Regions from separate parts of the Sus scrofa genome. Here regions 1 and 3 are each linked to region 2. A link is a contact called in public Hi-C and HiChIP or PLAC-seq data. All regions are on one chromosome and are shown on one strand. The core of a region is the stretch at or near the end of the contact, and the rest is flanking DNA. Distances in the headings are between cores, read along the strand shown. Region 1 overlaps FAM98A (protein FAM98A). Region 2 holds the start of RASGRP3 (ras guanyl-releasing protein 3). Region 3 holds the start of FAM98A (protein FAM98A).

Region 1 (4,228 bases), core at 114-2,613, 130 kb after region 2:
ATGCATAGCAGACTGTCTGTCATGTGCTGGCAATTGGGATATTTTTGGCTGTTCCAAAGTTGTAGAAAAAGAACTGAATGCCATGCACGTCTTTCTAACATTTGTTCCAAACTTGCGCCAGGAAGGGAAAATATTCTCCGTCAGGTTCTGTTTAAGATGTTCCTGAGTAGTAACTACCTCGGTATTGATAATAACTAAACTTTGAGTGTATATTATGTCCCATACACTGTGGGAGGCACTTTATACAGATTATCACTCTTAATCCACACAGCTTTTCAAAGCAAGTGGGAATTGCTATCCAGATCTTTCCAAACTGGAAGATTATGGTTTGGCTAGGTTAAATAACTTTCTCAAGGTCACAGAACTAGTGCACCAGAGTTCTGAATGCAGATCTCCTACCTCCAGGTGCTCTAAATAAATCTAAATAAATCGTTAGGTAAATATTTTTTGCAACAACTCATTGCTTTTGAATTTTAATACAGGTATACATTTCATTGCCCAAGTTTGTCAAAGAGCAAGTGCCTCTAAGGGAGACTTTCCATCACTTTTCTTCTTCTAGCAAGCACTTTAATAACCAGGTAAGAGGTTAATTGATAGCAGCCCTACAAGATTTTAAACTGTTACAAGTCATCGTCATTATAAATAAGATTACAAAATAGCCCTTGTTTATCCCTTTAGGGTAGGGTTTACTTTCTGCTTATTTCATTCAATTTTTTTTTCATTAATTTCTGAAAATTGGGGATTAGTTAGAATTAGTTTTTCTGCGTTTCACATTAGCGTAGTTGACTTGTGAATGGTCTTCCATACCACATAACTGGTCTCTGTTGAGAGAAAGGACTCTGAAGCACGTACTTCTTAGGAGACATTACAGAAGGTTTTAAGGCCTTGGTAAGTTCTGGAAGTTATGTATAAATAGGGGTTAACCTATCTGCTCTAAGGATTTATACCTTTCTAAAAGAAAACTGGATAAATCTTGTTAAACGCCTCATAAAAAATACCATTAAGACACAGTGAAGGTTTACTTTCAATTCCTAAAGAATTTTGTAGTTGACACTTTTGAGTTTCCAAAGATATTCAGTTCTTGAAAACTTCCTTTGCCTTTTGTAACCTTTCAAAATACATTTCACCCCACTAGGTTTTTATAGTATTTTACTCTGTCCTTCCCTTCTCAGTGAAGCTTCCAGAACTAGTCTAAAGTTAGTTTTGCCTCTCATTCTTCCTTCAAACTCTAGGAAACTGGCTTCAGTATTTATTCTAAAGTGCCCTTGAAAAGCTAAGATGTAATGGATATTTTTAAGCCTTGGCTCTGTAGCAGATGGAATCGTTGGTTACAGGGCTCTCCAGCAAGACTGCCTGGGTTTCATTCCAGCTCCCCTGCTTACCAGCTACATGGATATGGGCCAACTACTCATCCACCCTGGGCTTCACTCTCCTTATGTGGGAAACATGGGTATCAGTAGTTACCACATTGCTCTTGATGAAGAGGATGCCAACTGCTCCGGTTTCCTTTTACTTCTGTGACCTTGTTCCATCACCTCTTAAATGATTATTACCCAGGATGCCTTCCTTGGTCCAATGTTTTTCCCCCCTCTTTGGGTGATCTAATACAGAATCATTCGATTGAATGGTCCAATTCAAAAATCACTGGATGCTGATCTTTCTCAAATCTCTACCTCTAGGCATTTTCTTGAGTTTCAGATTGAAATCACTCCCACCTCCCCCTCCCCACCCCCCGCATATACCTTTACTCCTTCTTATATTCTGATTAGAATTAGTGGTATTGTCCTCTGGTCACAGACACACACACACACTTATTCTTACTCTAACCAATAATTCCTATAATTTAACCTCCTAAATACTTCCTGAATTTGTCCTTTCTCTATCCCTGTTATACTACGTGAGTTTAAGTTCTAAGCTTTTGATTCCAATCTTTGCCCCCTCCTTAAATCTATTCTCTACTTTTTAGCCAGTGATTCATACAGAATCCAAAGCTGACCATGCTACAAGCCTTAGCATACTAAAAAATATAAATTAGTTCCAAGTTACTTAGGAAAGTATGTGGAGCCCTCTATTACCTGGCTCCTGCAATCTTTCCAACATCCCCTGCCAATTTCTACCTCATGTGAGCAATGCTGAAGACCGTGCTAGGCTGGTAACCCTGTTATAGTGTTCAGTTTTTATTATCCTATTGCTACAATGATCTGTTTCTGGCTCTGCCACTGATCATTTTCCAAGGCAGGGACTTTCTAACCTATCTCTGTACTTCAAATGCTCAACATAGTGCCTGGCATAGAGTAGACACTCAGGTGTTTACTGAACTGCAGGCTTCTCTTCTTGAGGAAAGTATAACATAATTTAATAAATACAGGTCATCCTCATAGACTATTCCCCAAGGTTTTCCCTCACATTCCTAGGGGACATGTTAAATTTTATTTTTCTATTTCCACCCCAGGCTTTTTTCATTTATACTTAGCAGGAACTGAATGTTTTACAATGGAAGTTCTCATGTCAACAGTTATGTTTATGCGAACATCTTTACCAACATCATTTTGCAGGTGACTAAAGGCACTCAGGTGAATGAGTGAGTTTAAATACTAACATGTATACCTGCTTTAATCAGTGATCGGAACCCTAAGAATACACTAACATACAAACATGGAAATGCAGCACTGAACAATACACAGCATTTCTAGTGACTAGAATCATGTTAGTGAGGGAAAAAGTTTTGTGTAACATTAGATACCCTGTGAGGAATGTATTTTTAATGTTAGGTCAACCTAAATCGGTCCTAGAACCAACCCTCCATGGATACCAAGAGACAACGGCATTGAGGGTCAGCAACCCTAACCCGCACACTGTTCAAGGGTCAAGTCTATATAGAAATTATTTCAGATGCTCTTCCTCAGCACAAATTTAACTACATTCCAGCTGGATGTGCTGAAGAGAGAGAAATTTCTACCTCAACCCCTCTTGAATTCTTGTGGCTGGACTAATAATAAAACTGACATGAGACAGATTAACTGGAGAAAAATAAATTTTAATTTGTGCACACTTAAGTCTCACAGAAATGAAACCTAGCCAAAGCAGGCAGCTTTTATATTTTTTAGACAAAAGGAAAAAAAAATTTGTGAGGAAGAGGACAAAGTTTTGGCTTTGGGCACTTTATTTGCAAAATATCTATATCAGAGTTTGGGTTTGAGATAGTTGATCATTGTACAACTATAAATGTAATAAAATTCATTGAGTGATAATAATAATAAAAAAAAGTAACAAAGTTTGTTTATACCAGCTTCTCGACCCAAATTCCCTACCTCTGGCAGTAAGGGTGTATGTTCTTCTGTCTCCAGATGCCAGGAGTGCATCTTTCACATGAGACTTAATTCTTGCTTTCAGTGAGACAGGAAGGAGGGCCAGTGTCCCTCTAGCATTGGCTATGTCTTAAGTAACTTTAATTCAAGATAATCAATATGCCATTGTGACATATGTTTGTGTGGCCCACCTTGAGTCCCAACAGATACTAGCTCAGTTTAAATCTAGATAGAGAGCAAGAAATGAAAATGATAGTGGCAAGCATACCTTTGATAATTTTCATAGAGAATGTTGACATCCTGTTCTAGTTCTGACAGAGGAAGAAACAAAGCACTAACAAAAGGTGCTGTCTGAGTATCCTTTTAAGAGACAATATTTTGATTTCATGTTAAACATTCCCTAAAATTTTTATTTTTCCAAGAAATTCCCACATTCCCTACTCCAGTAAGTCATCTTTTCTACAAATAAAGATTAAGAATGTATACAGATTCAACACTCTATACAACGTACCTTTATTTTAAAATAACAAAACTAACTGGTGGTTTGCAATATCCTCTTTCTGGAAAACTTAATAAATGTCAAAGAACAGAAACTAAAAGACAATTCTCTTATGGGTTTATAATGTGAAAAAAATTTTTAGTTTGAAGCAGGAAAAAACATGTAAATTTTAGAGCCACGGTGGAGAGATGTTTCATGTTTTCTTATATGCTCATATACGAAAATTAACCTATTACCCACAAAAATAAGTCAAAATTGTTTGTCAAAAGAAAAACATATTAAGTATATTGTAGAGTCTGAGGCTAGAAAACAGATTAAAGCAAATACTAAGGTATGTGTTAATACATTCTAAGATATCATTTTTAGATAGGAATCCTTAACAATTTTACTTCTAATATGAAACTTATACATAGTAATAAGC
Region 2 (4,585 bases), core at 1,006-3,505:
GACTGGTAGAAAATATTTGCAAATGATGTGACCCACAAGGGCTTAATTTCCCAAATATATGAATAGCTCATACCACTCAGTATCAGAAAAATAACTCAACTGAAAAATGCACGAAAAGGCCTAAAAAGACAATCCTCCAAAGAAGACATGCAGATGACCAAAAAACACATGATACGATGATCAACATCACTAATTATTAGAGAAAAGCAAGTCACAACTATAATGAGATGTCAGCTCACATCAGTCAGAATGGCCATCATTAAGAAGTCTACAAATAACAAATGCTGGAGAGGGTGTTGAGAAAAGGAACCCTTCTACATTGTTGGTGGGAATATAAATTGTTGCAGCTACTATGAAAAACAATGTGAAAGTTTATCAAAAAGCTAAAAATATAGTTGCCATATGATCCAGCAATCCAATCCTGGGCATATTATCTAGACAAAACTATAATTCAGAAAAATACATGCACCCCTATGTTCATTGTAGCACTCTTCATAATAGCCAAGACATGGAAACAACCTAAATGTCCATCAACAGATGAATGGATGAAGAAGATGGTACATATACACAATGGAATACTACTCAGCCACAAAAAAGAATGAAATAATGCCATTTGTAGCAACATAGATGGACCTAGAGATTATCATACTAAGCGAAGTCCGTCAGAAAGAGAAAGACAAATACCATGTGATACCGCTTATATGTGGAATCTAAAATATGGTGCAAATGATCCTATCTACAAAACAGAAACAGACTCACAGACATGAAGAACAGACTTGTGGTTGCCAAGGAGGAGAGGGTGGGGGAGGAAAGCATTGGGAATTTGGAATTAGTATACGCAAACTATTACATATTAAATGAATAAACAACAGAGTCCTACTGTATAGCATAAGGAACTATATTCAATATTATGTGATAAACTGTAATGGAAAAGAATATGAAAAAAAATTTAGGTGTAACTGAATCACTTTGCATATAGCAGAAATTAACCAACATTTTAAATCAACTATACTTAAAAAATAAAATAAATCACTTTTTGAAGCATGGTATACACAGTATAAAAGTGAAAAGAGCAAAAATATATCAGAAATTAAACTGCCCACCCATTCCAGATACCCACGCCCACTTTGCAGAGTCAAGCATGTTTAGGGATCTTGTTAGACCATGTGCTCTTAACATTTTGAAAGAAGTTGAAAATTACCATCTATCAAATAGTTTATTCCAGTGTATACTTCCAAATACTTTATATGGATGCTTATTTCTTTTTTTTCTTTTCTTTTCTTTTTTTTTTTTTTGTCTTTTTGCTATTTCTTGGGCGGCTCCCGTGGCATATGGAGGTTCCCAGGCTTGGGGTCGAATCGGAGCTATAGCCGCTGGCCCACGCCAGAGCCACAGCAACGCGGGGTCCAAGCTGCGTCTGCGCCCTACACCACAGCTCACAGCAACGCCGGATCGTTAACCCACTGAGCAAGGGCAGGGATCAAACCCGCAACCTCATGGTTCCTAGTCGGATTGTTAACCACTGCGCCACGACGGCAACTCCTGGATGCTTATTTCTTCACTCTTCAGGGACATCGGACAATAGCCAAAATTTTGATCTGCCAATCTGACATGTAGAAAATGACATCTAATTTTTATTTTCGTTTGTGTTGCATACAGTTATGAGAGAAGTTAAACAACTCTGAGTAACAAGACTGTGGACAATCCATTAGTTTAGCGCAATTGGCTGCAAATGGTTTACAAATTCAACTTCATACTTTCATTCACTCAAAAGCATCTGCTTTTCTTGTTCACCTGATATTTTCCTTTTGCTGAATCTTGCCTCAAGAAATACTGATTCATTTCCTTCTGAATGAAAAGAAACAACTATGGCATGACCCCCACCCCTACCCCCGTCTGCCTCCTTCCTCATTTCCCCCAGGAAATTCGATTTTTAGAGCAATCCTTTGAAAAATGAAGGCTGAGATGTAGGTTGTTTACAGTTTATATGAAAAAAATGATACATCTCCAAACCCAAGATTTGTTTATGGGAAATGACAACTTAGAGCCAAACCAAGGTTATAGGAATTTAAAGAAAATGTTGGCTATGGTGCACAGATCAAAGCTGAATTTTCCTTGTTTACTGGTGTTCACTTGAAAGAAACACACACACACACACACACACACACACACACACACACACACGCACCCCCAAGACTGCTTTTTGAAATCAAATGCATTTCCTGCCCTCTTCTTTCCTCAGTGCTCTTACCACCAGCCTATTTATAGCCCAGGAAAGGAAAAAGCTCTGCTGGAGGCAGGAAAACTAAGTTCAGAAAGAATAGGAGGAAGTGTGCCTGCCATTTAGCCAAACAACCTTTAATTCATTGAGCTCAAAGCTTAGCAGCTTCACTGTCGTTGTTAGGGTGTAAACAGCTTGCAAATTCAATTTTTTTTCCTCTTCCCGATTCTGAACTGGATTTGGGCAATGGAGGTGAATGCAGCGTTTTAGAAGAGAGGACAGGATTCTCTAGGTGTTCCAACACGTGGAAGAGAAACTTGTTAAGAGTTGTTGAAGCAGTGCGAAAGAGAGGATTTGATAAAGAGATGCGCTCGAAATGATTCCACGACTGCAAGTTAAGGTAAGTGTCCTTTTTAAGACCGTACATTGTTGTGTCTACATTCATATCATGTACCATGGATACTGGTCACAGACAGTGTATATAATCTGAGGGCAGGTCCTCATGCAGAGCTCATGAACTTTGCTTCTATCTCTGAAGAAATGTGCAGATCAGCCTCGGCTATGCCATCTTCACTTTTTAACAGGAATAAAAATTTTAAATAATTGTTTCCTTAAGATAATTTTATCGCCACTAAGTTTTCTTTCATTTCATTACCAGCAGGGGATCAAATAGTATAAATAAATTCACTGAAGATCATTTTGAAAAATCCTTGATATTTGTCTGTTTTTCTATCCTTCTCAAAGTGCTGATTAATAATCCATGTGCCCTTTTCTGGTATCGCTATTGGTTTAGAATACATTTACTAGATATGCTTCCAAGCTAGTGTGACCTATTTTAGAAAAGTTATTTTTAACTAAAAAATTTAAATTTTATATAAAATGAAAATTAATTTTTTTCTATACAAAGTGTCTCCTGGAATTCACAATTATTTACACTGAAGCTATTATTTCAAAACATTCATTGAACATGTATTTTCTGAGTAACCTGAACAAAGGTCCCTGGATTTGGAAGTGGAAAGGTCAAGAGGAAATGGATTAAATCTGAGAGCTCTTGATGCTGCCCACAAAAACTCTGAGAGATGGGGACATTGTAACTTCTTTTAACATTTCTTGCCATCAAACAAATACATTTGTTTCCATGATGACCATACTTTCATCCACCACTGCTAACCTCCACATCTGTGTCCTGGAAAAACTTGATTAATGTCATGCCCATGTCAAACAAAGGAATAGGGGTTCTGGTGGTTTCGGGAAAAGGAAGAAGGAAATGTATTGCTGTTATTTTGGCTTACCCCAGTTTGAGATTGGTATGTTTAGCATCTGCTGTAAGAAGATAGCAAAGCTGGAAGCCAGAATAGCTGAGCCAGCCAGATGACAATTGACACAGGAGGCCACGGGCTCAGTGCTGTCTCATTATGGAGCTCACCGACTGTTCTCTTTCCTGGAAGAATTTAAGGGTTATTTTCTTCTGATTAGAAAATTATAATTCATTCCATGGAAATAGCGGAGAAAAAATATGCTTGACTAGAAAGAGCAATATTTCTTAGTTAAACGTAGGTTGTAAAAAATAGGGGGAAGTGAAATTAATCTGGACAAATATGATGGGTCTGAGGAAACAAATTCTGAGCACTCGTTTCTAGGACATGCCAGTACTGCAACGTCCTGAATTCAGGGCTGAATCTATTTTACTCTTTCCACAAAGTGAAACCTATAGTACTCTAATTAACTGCCACTCCACATGGGTCCACATTGCTTACAATGATCCTGACTTGTGTTAACGTTGAACGTTTTCCTCTTACAGTTTCAAAACAGCATTCTCATTTGACACCTTTGTATGTTTACATACATTACAAGAATAAAAAAAGTTTTAAATACTACTGAAGGTTGAAACAATAGATAAAACTACGAGTTATCTATTTTATTCTAAGAATATGTATTTTTTTCACTTTTAAAAGTTTTGTTGTTGGTCATTGGTTTCTGGATGCTCCATAGTTGCTTATGAATGTATTCATGAAATGCCAGCTATTTAAAATAGATTTCTTGAGCGTGGCTTAACAATGTCACAGCTTTCTGGATGTATTCTGAAGCTCCTGAGAATATGCTACATTATTAGAGTTAGAAAATTTGGGGGGAAAAAAAGCTGCCAATTTTTAAAGCTTCTCTGTTAAATAAATAGACATTTATTTCTGGGTTTCCAGCATAACTCCTGTAATCACTGTATGTTTACAGATTGCACAGGACAGCCACCTTTGACCCTGCCATTGAAATATCACTGAAATCAGGTTACTGATGAGAGTGTTGTGGAGTGTTAAGAAATTTAGATGTTGCCAAGTGCAATCCACAGTTTGCAGGATTTATTGAAGA
Region 3 (4,377 bases), core at 1,342-3,841, 150 kb after region 2:
GGTTTTACCAGAAATTAATTTGATTAGGTTTTTAATGACTGTCTTTAAAAGCAAAAACTTCCCAATTATTCATTTGTTTTCCTTTTTCTATATTTAATGACATTAAGATGAGTAAGATATACTAGTAAATTAATATCAAGATTAATTTACTAACTGCTGGTGAGCTGATGTTTAGGTGAACTGGTGCAAATGAATCCTAATTCTTTGCAAGTGAATCAAAGGTCATTTTAAAAAATTATTAAACATTCAAACACTCAAAAGACAATAGTAACAATGAACCCCAATCTAGAATATGGCTAGAATTAAAGATTCTGCCATTCTCAAAGTAATTTTAAAACACATATTCATCTTTTATGAATGAAATCTTGATAAAAACGCTAATCATGATACATTCAATATACTTAAGATAACTTGATATTTAGAGGTATAGAGATGTTAGAGAAATGTAACATTCAACCCTCTTAAAATATAATTATATGTTTATATTTTTAATGGGACAGAAGAAATCTTACGCAAAAAGTGAGATTCTATATAGTCTGGCATCTAGATTCAAAACCACATATTGCTAGAAACTGGAATAAACAAACTAGGCCTACAAATGTCTCACTGTGTTACATACTTAAATTTTATTGATTTATCCCACAAGTAATTACTGAATTCTTACTGTGTACCAGGTGAGAAATAAATGGTCATTTATTTCTAATATTTCCCAGTAAATCCTTGAAAAGCACACATCAATCAATTAAGACTAATTTTTGATGGCTGAATGCCACCAAACTAACACGTTACGGGTTAAAATTTATAGTCAAGTTTTCAGAAAATCCCACGGTTTATCTTACAACCCATCCCAATTATTTATTTAATTAGTGTTATTACAGTTACAATGACTGTTCCAGTACCCAAGAGAAGAAAAACACAATTAACAAAGGGTAAGAGAACAATCATAGGAAGAAGTGGCATCCATCATCAGTTGTTGCAGATGGACTTCATTTAAGTAGGGTTTACCTTCATCCTCTCATGCTACTTCTCCTTCAACACTAAGTGTCACTTCTAGGAAGCTTAGGACTTGTTTCCTTTCCCAGTTTTCTTTCTTCCTGGCTCTCCTCAGTTCTCAAGGCATATTCTCACAGTGTGAACTTTTCTTCCACCTCACTTTGTACCCTTAAGTGTTCAGACCAACATTGCCAACAGACCCAAAGTGTTTACTGAATACTTCATGTGTGAAATTTAACAATTTAGTCTAAGAGGTTCACCAAAAAGACACCACTTTGCTGATTGTGACTTTTACTTAGGTTCTCATCAAAGAAATAAGCTGCCTAAAGTCTGACTTTATTCATGAAAATTCAGAGCAAGCTCCAAAGAAAAGAGCAATGGTAATTCATATTGACAGAAAAAGATAAGCACAACCACTGCCTTTCCTAAAAATGGGCAGACTTTGGGAACCCTTGTTCTTTTAATACTAAAGTAAGCTTTCCCCCAAAGGCTTCCATGGCATGGAAAAACCTAGAGGAAGGTTTTGATAAGAGACTTGTTACTTTTATAGTTTTCTAAATCCGTATTTTTTTTTTTTAAGCTGTACTGTGGGCAAATATTTAATTATACAATTTGTTTCTGGACAGCATTTAGCCCAAGAAATTCTAAGTTCTCAAGTTTTAAGAGAGTACACTGATCTGGGTGACCCAGTGAGATAAGCAGCCTTATTTCCAGCTTCCAGATACTGATGAATTATGGCTGGGTTAACTGTCAGGGGGAGACAAAAATGCACAACAAATACGCTGGGACTTGGTGGGTGAGGATGCCCCTAAGACTAAGAGCTAATGGCGGCTCAGTGAAGGTGTGTCAGAGTCAAGGGAAACAGCGAGTGGTTCCCATGAAGGTGGTGACAGGTTAGGTGTATAAGTGAGCTGGCTGGCAGAACGGATGCAGCGCAGACATGTGCCTTAGGGAAGCCTGGGTGCATGCAGACATGACTGGGCAAAGGAGATTTTCTGAGCGAAGTGGGGTGGGGTAGGAGCAGGGGCTCAAGACAGAAGCAGGAAGTTTGGAGGACAAGTAGGAAAACAGAGAATCAACTTTGGCAACCTCCAGAGTGAGGGGGTAGGGCAGAAGGATGGGGAGCACGGAGAGAAGCTGGGGAGGGGGGTGGCGTGAACCAGAGCCCAGACAATGACACGCATGACTGACAAACGCTGCGGGAAACTTGGCTGCACCGAGCACAGGGCAGGCCTAGGGGCGTCGCAGCCGGAGGGCCCCGACCCAGCAGAGCAGGCAGTGGACGTGGCATTGGGGTCCTGGAGGTATAGGGAGGCGACAGCCAGGAGCCACGGGGTGAGGCGTGGAGAGGCAGGTGTCGCTGACTGAGGTGGAGAAGGAGTTTTCGGGCCGGTGGGCGACAGTGTGGGGTTTGGGAGACCCGTGCCCTGGCAGTCTTACCCTAGATCTTCCAACGACTCCAAGATGTCAGACTCCAAGAGGTCACACTCCATGCTACTGTGGTATTCAAATTTCCGAGTCGTCAGGCTCCCCTCTTCGCCGGCAACGCGTACACTCGCGCATGCGCTGCTTCCCCGGAACTTCCAAATCGACAGCTGGCGCCTCAGTCCATGCACTGCGCATGTCCGGAGCGTGCGTAAGAAACTTGGTCCCGCCTGCCGGCCCGCCCCGGCCGCCTGAAAGATGGTCAGGCGACACTACACGCACATGCGTATTACTGAATAGTGAAGCCGACGGCCCCAAGAAGGGCAGGAGGACTGGCTGCGTGGCAGCTGGGCGTGGGGACCTGGCGAGGGCCGGGGGCGCTCTAATTTTTCCTAATTGGGTGTGCGCATGTGCGAAGCTTGGGGCGAGGCGGGCGGGGAAGGATCCTCGGGCGGGGGAGGGTGGGGGTCCATAGAGTTGGGTGGGCGTTTGCTGTGAAACTGACTGTCTGGATCCCAGTCGCCTGAGTGGGTGACCAGCCTTACCTGTGGGCCGTAGAGAGGGAGAAGTTCGTTCGCTCTAATTCCTTAGAACAGGGCTAGAGACGGGACAAGTGCCGAGAATGGCAGATAACATGCCGTCGGAGTTCCTGGTGGCTGCAGTAGCTGTATTTCGGAGTTAAGGAGTAAACTTTCCCTTGACACGGATGTATTCAGAAAGTTGATTCATTCCGTTCCTTTGCCGTTCTCTACCAGACTTCTTAAGCCCTTCCCAGACACTAAGAATCTTTATTTTAAAGGGGTGGGGGAGGGAGGTAAGAGGGGGGCCTTCGCTGTGTGTCAATATCAAATAGGATGGAATATATTTAAACCCACGCAGTTTAAAGGGTAAATAAACTTTTTGTTGTACCGTTATCGATTTGGCATTTTTTGGCATGGTGTGACACTCGCATCACGATGGGCTGTGGTTTCTTGGCAGTTACTGGTTGGGTATGTACTTAGAATTTATTGAAAAAAATGAGAAAAATTGTTTTCGAAGTGATGGCATATTTAGAAAATTACATTTAACTATAAATGGGCATAATTGTGCACTGTGTAGGCATTAAAGAGTTTTCACACTGCTATCAGTAAATTTTATTTTGTAGTTCTCAAATATTTTGGTATCTAATGGATAAATGCTCCTTATTCTTCATAGTACCTTTAAAATTCCTTATTTTGCACCATCTGGAATGAGGGAAGGAATTAACATTTATTATGTATCTACTGTGTGTTTGAATTGTATTATTTCCTTGATCGGTGTTATTTTATGCAATCATCATAAGGCTGTGTAAGTATTACTCCCATTTTGCAGGTGAGGACACTAAGGCTTAGTTGGCTTGTCTATCAAAAATGGTAAGACCTGGCTTTTGAAACTGAGATATCTCTAAATTCATATTTATTCTTATTTGACTAGTCAAATAAGGATTTATAAGCAGGATGTGAAAAAATAGGAAGATGTAGCTAGTTGGATAAACAAATCATGTATGCTTGTATATCCTGTATATAAATACCTTAAAATAAAAACAATAGTTATTCTTATAGGGTTATTGAAGGTGCTAAACAAAAAGTAATTGTGCAAAATCAAGTTGGGAAAAAAGTTTTCATTCTTGACTCACTTTTCAAGGTAAGTTCTAACACATACTATTAGTGAGTGAACAAGTAAAAACTCCCCTAAATTTATTATTATTCTCTATCTAATGCAAATAGTTACATTAAATGGAGGGCAGCCAATGCAAAGTATTTAAAAAAATATTTAAAATAATTCTATAATGGATTTTACTGAAATAAAAACAATGATTTTAAAAGTAATATTGTCATCATTTCTAAGGATTTACTAGAAATCTCTTGCATTTTTATTTTCAAATTATTTGTTTGTGAATATCTGAAGACCTCATTCAAACAATTACATGAAAATAACTCT

What was found. Hi-C and Micro-C count contacts between places; a contact is called where the count stands out from the background. HiChIP or PLAC-seq counts read pairs in DNA pulled down with a chosen protein or histone mark.
Region 1: a contact with region 2 is called in a Hi-C map of skeletal muscle, with 2.7 times the contacts expected there. The contact joins the enhancer-like site here to the promoter of RASGRP3 in region 2. A contact is called at or near these places in 1 of 5 promoter capture datasets (liver), 6 of 47 Hi-C or Micro-C datasets (embryonic fibroblasts, epiblast stem cells, fibroblasts and 2 more) and 1 of 2 datasets of contacts at active chromatin or transcription factors (skeletal muscle).
Region 3: a contact with region 2 is called in an H3K27ac HiChIP or PLAC-seq map of skeletal muscle. The contact joins the promoter of FAM98A here to the promoter of RASGRP3 in region 2. A contact is called at or near these places in 1 of 5 promoter capture datasets (liver), 5 of 47 Hi-C or Micro-C datasets (embryonic fibroblasts, epiblast stem cells, fibroblasts and 2 more) and 1 of 2 datasets of contacts at active chromatin or transcription factors (skeletal muscle).

The regions. Positions count from the first base shown.
Region 1 is chr3:106,079,971-106,084,198 of Sscrofa11.1, reverse strand. It overlaps FAM98A (protein FAM98A), which reads right to left. Exons shown (of 8, transcript XM_003125249.5): 8 at 3,022-4,228. Among named protein-coding and RNA genes, the nearest start is that of FAM98A, 21 kb to the right of the region's middle. Within about 2 kb of position 1,363, at least 4 of the 83 cell types and tissues checked have an H3K27ac peak or open chromatin away from gene starts, as enhancers often do. A contact at or near this core is called in skeletal muscle, where this site is marked.
Region 2 is chr3:106,211,457-106,216,041 of Sscrofa11.1, reverse strand. RASGRP3 (ras guanyl-releasing protein 3) reads left to right here and starts at 2,255. Exons shown (of 18, transcript XM_021087646.1): 1 at 2,255-2,621.
Region 3 is chr3:106,059,781-106,064,157 of Sscrofa11.1, reverse strand. FAM98A (protein FAM98A) reads right to left here and starts at 2,591. Exons shown (of 8, transcript XM_003125249.5): 1 at 2,434-2,591. The coding sequence starts at 2,486.